Linked DNA regions of Sus scrofa: region 1 is linked to region 2. A link is a contact called in public Hi-C data. All regions are on one chromosome and are shown on one strand. The core of a region is the stretch at or near the end of the contact, and the rest is flanking DNA. Distances in the headings are between cores, read along the strand shown. Region 1 holds the start of ADRB1 (adrenoceptor beta 1). Region 2 holds the start of NRAP (nebulin related anchoring protein).

Region 1 (5,186 bases), core at 633-3,132, 390 kb before region 2:
CAAAGCAAACATGTCCTGACACACTGTCCCTCCTTGCTCTCCGGTTGACTGCTCCCGTCCCCGGGAACGGAATGGAAGCCAAGTTGAGACACCTTTTTAAAAACTCTCCTGCTTCTCCCATCCCTTCCCTAGTCTTCGCAGAAAGTGTTAAAAACCACCTGGGGGAATAAAAATCTAAAGATGCATCACACGCACACACAAAAGGAGGACGGACCACAAACAGAGAAAAGAACTCAAGAAAAATGAGCAAGCCACTCTCCCACCCTCCCCAAACTTTCCTTTCTGTGCAGCGGTCCGCGGCTTTTCTGTTTGCCTTAGATGATGCAGACGAGGTTTGCGAGTTCACCTGCTTTCGGTCTCGAGTAAACACAGATCTCCTCATCCCCCGGGAAGCCTTTCGGGGCGCCGGGTTCTCTTCTCTCGGCGCAGAGCCTGCATCCCCGCTGGGGAGGTGGGGAGGGAGCGCTGGGCCCTACACCTTGGATTCCGAGGCGCGGCCCCCGGGGCTCCGCTCGTCCAGGCTCGAGTCGCTGTCAGCTGCCGCCCCGCCGTTATATCCGGCCCAGGGCTCCAGCAGGGGCGCCGGCGGCGCGGCCCCGACGTCTTCTTCGTCGTCGTCGTCGTCCGAGGCGGCCCCGGGCGACGGCGGCGGCCGGGCCACCGCCAGGCAGCCAGAGGCGCGCGGCCCATCCCCGGCGGCCGCGCAGCTCCCGCGGGCGACCCGGCGCGCGCAGCAGAGCAGGCGCTGGAAGGCCTTGCGGAAGTCAGGGCTGCGGCAGTAGATGATGGGGTTGAAGGCCGAGTTGGCGTAGCCCAGCCAGTTGAAGAAGACGAAGAGGCGGTCGGGCACCAGGTCGCGGTGGAAGGCCTTCACCACGTTGGCCAGGAAGAAGGGTAGCCAGCAGAGCGTGAACACGCCCATGATGATGCCCAGCGTCTTGAGCGCCTTCTGCTCTCGCAGGGCCACGAGGCGCGAGGGCCGCCTCTTGCTGGTGCGCCCGTTGGCTACCGGGGCTGCGGCAGCGGCGGCAGGGAGCGGGGACCCGGGCGAGGGCGCGGGCGAGGGCGGCCGCGCGGGGCTGCCGAGAAAGCGGCGCTCGCAGCTGTCGATCTTCTTCACCTGCTTCTGGGCCTCGCGGAACACCCGCAGGTACACGAAGGCCATGATGCACAAGGGCACGTAGAAGGAGACCACGGACGAGGCGATGGCGTAGGCCCTGTTGGTGACGAAATCGCAGCACTTGGGGTCGTTGTAGCAGCGGCGTGCCTCGGCACCCTTGTCCCGCCACCAGTGCATGAGGATGGGCAGGAAGGACACCAGGGCCGAGATGGCCCACACGGTGCACACGAGGGCCCGTGCCCGCGCGCGGGTCAGCAGGCTCTGGTAGCGAAAGGGCGACGTGATGGCGAGGTAGCGGTCCAGGGCGATGACACACAGGGTCTCGATACTGGCCGTCACGCACAGTACGTCCACCGACGTCCAGAGCTCGCAGAAGAAGGAGCCGTACTCCCAGCGGCCCCACACCACGATGGTGGCCCCGAATGGCACCACCAGCAGCCCCATGACCAGGTCGGCGCTGGCCAGGGACATGATGAAGAGGTTGGTGAGCGTCTGCAGCCTCGGCGTCTTGGCGATGGCCACGATCACCAGCACGTTGCCCGCCACGATGAGCAGCACGATGAGCGCCATCAGGAGGCCCATGCCAGCCGTCCACTGCTGCGACAGCTGCACGGATCCCTCGCTGGCTGGGGTCAGCAGCGAGGCGGGAGGGGACGCAGGCACCAGCAGCCGCGCCGCGGTGGCCGCGCCGTCGGGGAGCGGCGCGGCGGATGACAGGTTGCAGGGCTCGGAGGCACCCAGGGCGAGCGCCCCCGCGCCCATACCGAGCTGCGGAGGCCGGGGGCGGGGGGTGTGGCGGAGTTGGGCCGCGGTCGGGGAACCCCCCCAGAGGCCCGGGCGGCGGGGCGCGACGAGGGAGGTCGCGGCCAGGTCAGGGCAGCCGCGGCGCGGGGCCGGAGGCATGGGCGCAGGGCGCCTTCCCCGCCAGAGCTGTGCGCTGTCGCCGCCGCCGCCGCCGCCGCTGCTGCTGGAGCCGCTGTCGCTGCTGGAACAGCTGCCGGGACCTCAGCATGTTTCTGAGCGCGCGGAACCCGCAGCCCCGGCACCCAGCACCCACCCCACCCCGCTCCCACTCCCACTCCCTGGAGCCAACCCCCGGGGCCTCGCGTCAGGCTATTGCAGCCAATCCGAGCGAAGGCACGCCCCGATCTGGTTCTCCCCCCCCCCCCCGCGCAACTCCCCTCACCCCCTCCCCGCCCCCGGCGGTTCAGCAGCTCTGGGGAGTCCGGAGGAGATCGCCCAGCGAGCGCCGCCTCGGCGCCCGCGGGTTCCTGCGCTCGCGCCCCTCCCTGAGCTCGCTAGTTCTAGCGCCCAGTTCCCCTCGGCCCCCTACTGCGCCTGGTTCCCACCCTGTCCCCTTCCACAGCCCCCAATCTCTCCTTTCCTGCGCCTCCGGCGTTTGGCTCCCTCTTGCGCCCCAGCTTAAGTAGCCACCCCTTTACCTCCAGTGCGCAGTTTCCCCGCAGAGCAGAGCGCGCGTTTCCTTTAGCGGCGGGGTGGGGACCTTGGTGTTCTCCAAGCGCCAGAGCGCCTTGCACCGTCTGCCTGCTGGGGTTGAAGGAGTCTGCTGCAAGATTGTTTCTCCTGTTGGGCTGCCTAGTAGGCTGTGTGTAAAATCCTTCCCCCGTCAGGAGGGGACCCAGCCAGCCTGCGCCCTGCCAGCTCGGGGGATCAGAGGCGGGTGTTAGCGGTTAGAGGAAACTTTCCAGCAAGCGCCTTGCTAGAGCAAACCGCGCATCTGTCAGGGACGCTCTCTGGGAGCTATTTTTTGCAAGAAGCTTCTGTGGTTCCAGTGCAGCAGATGCGGGAAGGATGGGGACGTTTGTGCATCTGACAGCTAATGCTGAAGACCAGTTGGAAAAACACACTTCTCAGTCCCAGCTGATGGTTGTGTGAGTGTGACGCAACAGTGTGTCGATAATGTGGAGAGCGAGGCTTAAGGAAACACGAATGTTAAGGTAAAGTAAATGACACTGTCACCAAGAAAGAACACATTTAATTACATTTCAGACTTTTCACCTTCAGTAATAACACTTGGATGTGGTGTTTTATTATTCACATGATTTTATCATTTGAGCTGAGTCGATGCAAACAAAAACGTACGTTCGTTTTGGTTGACATAATGAGTTGAGATTTATTTCTGGGTCTGCTGGGTTGTTTTCTCCTTTGCCCAAGTTCCCAGATTCTGAGAACTCTAGGATTAGTTTCCCAGGGATGAGAGAAGAACACATGTAAATACTCAAGAAGATTACAATCTAATAGCATTTAAAGTTATATCAGAGGATTTTGAGCTGGCCAGTGAATGGGTTTAAAATTTGTCAGTCTTTCTCCTAGCAGGCAGTGTGATTAAATGTGGGGACCCAGCGACAGGATGGCCACCATGAAGACAGAATGCAGCAGAAAGTTAGCAAGCTTCTCCCCCCCCCCCTTTGGCCATGGTCAAGTGCTCAGCTCAGGCTTGAAAATAAAAAGCCTTCAACTGAATCCTTGAGAAGTAAACAGCTTCTAATTACCCATGAGAGGGTGCGTGAACATGTTATATAATGCTCAGACGTCTTTCTAGCATTGGAAGGAAAAGAATAGCTTTTGGAAGGAACATCAACATGAGAACCAAACTCATATTCTTACCCTGTAGACAGACCGACTTCCACAGCTACTCAAGAGCGACAAGCAATGGTTCTTCAGTTTATAAAGCCACACAGTTTGAACTGTTCACCTTCTTTTCTATCCAAACATATAGATTTGCTTTAGGCCCAAAGCAGGCAGGTGTGGGTGACTTAGTTGTTTATTCACCCCTGCCCTAGGACTTGTGAGCCTAGTCCTGCCAACTTGGGGAGGTCTCTCTCCAAGGGAGAGCAAGGAAAAGACAGGGTTGGGGGTGGGGGTGGGGGGCGCACCCTGAGTTCAGTGTGAGCGTCCAGAGAGCTGTATCACCCATGTCACTGCCAGCCTGTCTCCCTTCTGACTTTTTTCTGTTCCCGCCCTCACGGGGCAGTCTCAAAATAGCCACAGGGCTGGAGAGCCTTGGGCTGGATGCTGCTGTGGGATTCTGAGTGCCGGACTGCGCAGTGAGGTGTAAGGAGTGTGGGAAGGAGGCCTTCTGTCCATCTCCATCTCTCTGTAAAGTGGTGTTGCTGGACTATCGTGTGCCAAGCTTAAGTGCCCCTGAAGGGTGAAGGGATTGCATTTCTGTGCGTGATAAGGCCTGACTTATCACAGGTCACAGGGGTTCAGTACCGAAGCCTGGATGCCGATAACATTTCCATATATATAAATATGTATATATTTGTGTACCTTATGTATACATACATGTATTGGTATACATATGAATATGTATAAACATACCATGAATGTCAGGGCGGGAGATTTGAATTGTTGTAAAAGTCTCTGAAACTTTTCTCCCCTGCTCATTCGGAAATGCATCAAGTATCCCTGAATTTCTGGATAACATATACATTAAATCACAAATATCCAAAACCAGTTTATGTTGATAGGCGTTCCAGCGCAGGGCTGCAGGCATGAAGGGATTCTTGGGATGCATGGGGCTGTCCTTCAGCTGTACTGCTGGAAAAGTTTGGAATAGTTCATATTCATCCAGAGTTAGCTTTCTTTTAAAAATAAAATGTTCTCAGGTCTCCTTTAATCCCTATGCTTCAGGACAATTTTTTAAATCGTTTTTGAGCTAGCATTTTTTTGTCCTTAGAGAAGGATACAAGATTAAGCAGCAAATATATCCACTTATTCAGGTATTAGATTGTTGCAAGTCCCAAATGAGTAACTAACTCTTTATTTCCCCATTCCCCACTCCCAACTGTTAAAATGAATCAGTTCTTGGGAACCCACAGACTTGACAGTACTAAAAAAACAGCAGAGAGCTCCAGCAATAAATGCTAATCAATGCATTGAGAGGGAGTGAGCTTCTTCCTAAGTATTTCCTGCCCCACCTCTACCTTTCTGGTCCCCTTACCTTCATCCCACACCTGAATTTGCCATGGGCTCCCTTTGATCTCCTGGTCTTGAGTCCTCCCCACTTCTCTTTATCTGGCATACCATATCCAAATTAATA
Region 2 (5,500 bases), core at 1,853-4,352:
AGCCTGGGAGTTTCCATATGCCTCGGGTGCAACCCTAAAAAGCAAAAAAGAAAAAAGAAAGAAAAGAAAGAACCCTCCTGTTTTCTCTGCCTCCTTCATTTCCTGCCTCCTTACTTCTGCTCCCTGCGACCACACTTCTAAATAAAGTCCTTGCACACAAGCCTTTGCCAGGTTTTTTGGAGAACCTAGGCTAACACGTGTTCTGAACCAATCCCGGGCCCAGAGGAACATGTGCGCTCATTGGCTAAGGCTTGGAGGGCCTGATGTAATCCCTGTGACAAGGGGGCGGGGCTCCACCAGCTGTGAGGGGGTGGGACGGACACAGGAAACCAGCCACAAGGTCCAGCCAGCAGATGAGGGCTGTGTGTCTCTTGCTCTGGCAATGAATGTTCATTTTAGGTCCATTTCCAGTTCTATGGGGTTGTTTTTCTTCACCATGTCTGATATGTAATAACTGCCTTTTAATAGCAGAAGTGATGGGATGAGCCAAACTTCACATTTTCATTTTGGGAGATCCCTTTGTGGCTCAGCGGGTTATAAACCTGACTAATATCCATGAGGATGCAGGTTCAATCCCCTGGCCTTGCTCAGTGGGTTAAAGATCCAGAGTTGCCAGATGCAGTGTAGGTCTCAGATGCAGCTCCGATCCCACGTTGCTATGGCTATGGCTATGGCTGGGGACTTCCATATGCTATAGGTGTGTGGCCCTAAAAAGAAAAAAATAAATCTTTCATTTTGGTCACCCTTGTTTTCACACGGGTGACGGAGCACTTGTAGCAGCCATGGGGTGCAACGACAACCTTAAAGATGTGTTAGGCCATTTTTTTCCTTAAAGGAAACCTGACCGCAATCCCTCACCCCCCTGGATGGGACCAGAGTTCTTTTCTGTGATTACTGGGGCTTCCAGCCCATGGCCAGGCGAGGCTGGAGAAATACCAGATAGAGCAAAACATTTGGGGAACCCATAGGTCTTTGTTCTTTGGCTTTGCTGTTCCCACATCCTCAGGCTGCCTGTGTCACATTTCAGCATGGAGGCTTCCTGAGCCTGGAGTCCCTGCCAAGAGTCCCTCCCCATGCTGAGTGGGCAACCCTGTGCCCACTCCTCTTGATGGGGAACCACACACCAACCCCACCCCTTATGTCACGTGGCCTCTGTCGCTTGCTCTGTGGCCTCCTCCTCCCCCTGTTTCTCCAGACACGACACCAAAGCACTGCTGATTTCTTTCTGCCCTACCTCGTCCCCCAGCAGTCTCCTCAGAGCCTTTTTTTATGCTGAAGGTCACTAATTGGGAGCCCTGCGACCTAACCCTGCCCATGGACCTGTATGGTCTTATTCCCAGTGTTTTACAAAACAGGGAACTTCGGGTGCAGATTCTGATATCTGGCATTTCTGGAAAAATCAGAATATTTGGCAATGCTGGGTATTGATTGCCTCATGACAAGTTGGCCTGGTCGTAAGCATGGTTCAGATGGGGGTGTGTGACCTATGGCTTGACTGGCCCCTGCAGGCAATTTTGGTGTATTAAGTTGATTGTTTTGATTCAGTACATACTTTTTGAGCACTTTTTCCATATTAGACCTTATTCTAGGCACTGGGGATACAGAAATGATAAGGACCAAGGACCCTATCTGGATGGAACCCATATTGCGACGGAAGAGATAGATGATTTTGTTTGTTTGTTTGTTTGTTTGTTTTAGGGCCGCATCTGTGGCATATGGAACTTCCCAGGCCAGGGGTCAAACCAAAGCTGCAGCTGCCAGTCTACACCACAGCCACAGCAACGTGGGATCTGAGCCATGCCTGTGACCTACACCACAGCTTATGGCAACGCTGGATCCTTAACCCACTGGGTGAGGCCAGGGATCGAACCTGCATCCTCGTGGATACTACTCAGTTTTGTTACCACTGATCGACAATGACGGGAACTCCTAGACAATTTTTAAAAGTGGATACAGAAAGCTTAAAATGGCAGATGATGGTATCTGCTGTGAATAACATAAAGCAGAGGAGTGGCCGTAGAAAGCCGTGAACTGAGGGGAGTGAGACACCATCTTTTGTGAGCTGTTTCATGAAGGTCTGTTTTGTTTGTTTGTATGTTTTTGCTTTTTAGGGCCACACTCACAGCATATGGAGGTTCCCAGGCTAGGGGTCAAATCGGAGCTACAGCTGCCCGCCACAGCCACAGCAATGCAGGACCTGAGCCGAGTCTGTGACGTATACCACAGCTCACAGCAACGCCAGATCCTTCACCCACTGAGCGAGGTGAGGGATCGAACCCACAGCCTCGTGTGTCCTGGTCAGATTCTTTTCCACTGCACCACAGTGGGAACTCTGCGAAGGTCTGTTTTAAGGTGATATTTAGGTAGACACCAAAATCAATGAGGAGCTTCACAAAGCCAAGAAGAGAGAGTTCACTTTCGCTGCTGTGCACAGGTTTGATCCCTGGCCAAGGATCTCCCGCAGTCATATATGGGGAAAAAAAAAAAAAAAAGTGAGAGAGAGTTTGCCATCAAGCTGCCCCCTTCTTCAAACCCAGGAGCCAGGGGACTAAGCAAGGACTTAGGACAGTCCAGGGTAGTATATAGAGGCCAGCACCCGGAGCTCTCATCTGTTCTTATTTTTGTATTCTTGCAGAAGCCGAACAATGAGTATCTTACTAAGTTTTCCATCCTCCTCTTATACACATTTTTAAGAGCTAAGGCTAAATTACAAATAGGGTATTTACTCTCCTGTGGAGTGAATCAACCCTGTTTTATTTTCTTTCCCAGGGAGGAGGAAGGGGAGCTGGCCTTTCTGCTTTAGTCACAGGCCTCCCAGAGCAAGCTTTTCTCATTTGGTGTGGCGTATGCCTCTGAGGTCTTTTCTTGGGTCATGATCACAGCTAGTGTTCGACGACTACAGGTGCCCGATCACACATGAGGCTGTGGTCATCCCCATAAACATGATGCCATCATGAGTTCACTTTTCTATTTCGAGAAGCCTGTCAGCTAGAAATACCTCCACCTTATTTCCCAGACGCATGCGTGCTGAGCGAGTCGCCAAAATAGCCCTTTGAGTAAGTGGCAGCTTTAAAAGCCATCCAGAAGCTGACTTCAAACTAGAAGGTCAGCAAAGGAAAGTGGAAGTTGGATTCTGAGCGGTCAAGGTGCCCACAGGAATTTAATCGGAGTCGGGACTTTGCAGACTTGGACAACTTTAAGGGGACTTCTTGGATTTCTTGCCTGTGACCTGTCTCTGTCTCCTCTCTTTGGACGTCAAGATGAATGTGCAGGCTTGCTCCAGGTGTGGGTATGGCGTGTACCCTGCTGAGAAGATCAACTGTCTAGACCAGGTCAGTAGATATTTCTTGGCCTTTGGCAGTGGTAACAAACCTGAGAAATTTATCTTCTCACATATGGACCTGTGGAAGTCTTTTGAACCACTAAAATAAGGTGTATTTCCCACCTTTCTTCAGTTGTACCCATTTCTGGCCACATCTCCTGTATTGTCTCAAAAAAATTGTATTCGTTTATCTACGCATCATAGCCGTGTGTGTGTGTTTTATCACCATTTTATCCCTAAAGCTTGTTTTTTTCTTTCTTTGACTCTGAGATACACAAGAATCCTGAGTCTGAAAAAAAAAAAAAAAAGAAAAGGAATTTTGCTAAAACTTTTTCTATATGATTTGTAGATATGGCACAAAGCATGTTTTCACTGTGAAGTTTGCAAGATGATGCTATCGGTTAATAACTTTGTGAGTCACCAGAAAAAGCCATACTGTCACGCGTAAGTGTTTGCTGTCCTCCCCACCACCCCTTGAGTTGTATTTATTTTTTAAGCCAGTAGCCAGCAGAGGTTCAAATCACAGACTCCTGGGTTAAATCCAAGAAACATCTCCTCCACAGTTTTTACTTACATCCAATCATCAAAGAGACCTAAGACAGGATGTTATGCAACAGAAAGTTGAAAATTTCACATTTCTGATAAGTAAAAGATCAGATCTATCCACTATAACCTCACGTCAAATTATTAAATGTTACATAGAACAGTGTAGTTGCCGTGGGGATGCATGAGGCTTTAAGTGTTTCCTTTTAAATAACTTCAGAATCCTTTTGTATTTCTTCAGAAAGTTTTGAAGTGATCATTTCCAGTTCAGTCTAGTCTATAGGTTAAATAGGTTGAATTTATTTGATTTTTTTTTCCTTTATGACTCATTGCCTGGAAAAATCTTCAAAATAATTATGAAGTTTTATATTTTTTGATTAAAGAAGACTCTGCCTTTAAGAACAGTTTTGCAATCATTGTAGATAAAATATATTTCTAATTTCAGTTTCTGTCTAATTTTTGTAGCCATAACCCCAAGAACAACAGCTTTACAAGTGTCTATCACACTCCGTTAAATCTAAAAGTGAGGCAGTCTCCAGAGGCCATCGGTGGGGTAAGTTTGCATTTCAAAATAACCTTGAAAGAAAATGTCTTAACTCAGGCAACTGTTAGGTTTTTAAGTGTCTCTGCCCAGATGTGAACCTACCTGTTTTCTCCACATATATAAGCAGAGGGCATTTAAGTAGAAAATATTCCTATTTGTCCTACCATAGCATAGAGGCCAATACACAGGATAATCTAGCTCGAATATTCGGGGTCCTTGTGTCCATTTTATTTTATTTATTTTATTTTTTATTTTTTGGTCTTTTTAGGGCCACACCTGCAGCACATGGAGGTTCCCAGGCTAAGGGTCGAATTGGAGTTATAGCCGCCAGCCTATGCCAGAGCCAGAGCAATGTGGGATCCAAGCCGTGTCTGTGACCTCCACCACAGCTCATGGCAACTTGCGCCAGATCCTTAACCCACTGAGCTAGGCCAGGGATCAAACCTGTGTCCTCACGGATGCTAGTTGGGTTTGTTAACAGCTGAGCCACGACAGGAACTCCCCTTGTGTCCATTTTAACCTCTCTGTGTGTGCCAGCTCTGGACACATTGATGCAATAGGCCATGCATACACTACGCACTTAGTACATAAAACAAAGTTCATGTAGTTGGAAAACATTACAAAGGCCTTTCCTTTCTTTTCCTGTGGCATTTCGGTACTAGTTCTACACTCGTAAATCTCTCTGAATTTAGTAGTGTTTAAGGTTATTTGCATTGGAGTTCCTGTTGTGGCTCATCTATAACAATCCTAACTGCTATCCATGAGGACGCAGGTTTGATCCCTGGCCTTGCTCAGTGAGTTAAGGACCTGACATTGCCATGAGCTGTCCTGTAGGTCGTAGACACCGCCTGGATCCTGTGTTGCTGTGGCTGTGACATAGACAGGTAGCCGCAGCTCTGATTCGACTCCTAGCCTGGGAACTTACATATGCTGTGGATGCAGCCCTAAAAAAAAAAAAAAAGATTATTTGCAGTGTGTTTAAGATCTCTTTCCCTATGGGTAGGGGTCAGTCAAGGATATTTTGGTTTGGAACGGATGTTTGGATAGACAAGGAAGCCCTATGGATAAGCCAATCTGTTTTGAAAAATTAA

The links. Hi-C and Micro-C count contacts between places; a contact is called where the count stands out from the background.
Region 1: a Hi-C map of heart right ventricle shows a contact between it and region 2, with 4 times the contacts expected there. The contact joins the promoter of ADRB1 here to the promoter of NRAP in region 2. A contact is called at or near these places in 2 of 5 promoter capture datasets (fetal liver and liver) and 1 of 47 Hi-C or Micro-C datasets (heart right ventricle).

What each region holds. Positions count from the first base shown.
Region 1 is chr14:124,397,026-124,402,211 of Sscrofa11.1, reverse strand. It overlaps ADRB1 (adrenoceptor beta 1), which reads right to left and starts at 1,882. Exons shown (of 1, transcript NM_001123074.1): 1 at 473-1,882. The coding sequence starts at 1,882. The coding sequence ends at 473.
Region 2 is chr14:124,005,358-124,010,857 of Sscrofa11.1, reverse strand. It overlaps NRAP (nebulin related anchoring protein), which reads left to right and starts at 3,102. Exons shown (of 41, transcript NM_001044616.1): 1 at 3,102-3,332; 2 at 3,672-3,766; 3 at 4,331-4,418. The coding sequence starts at 3,261.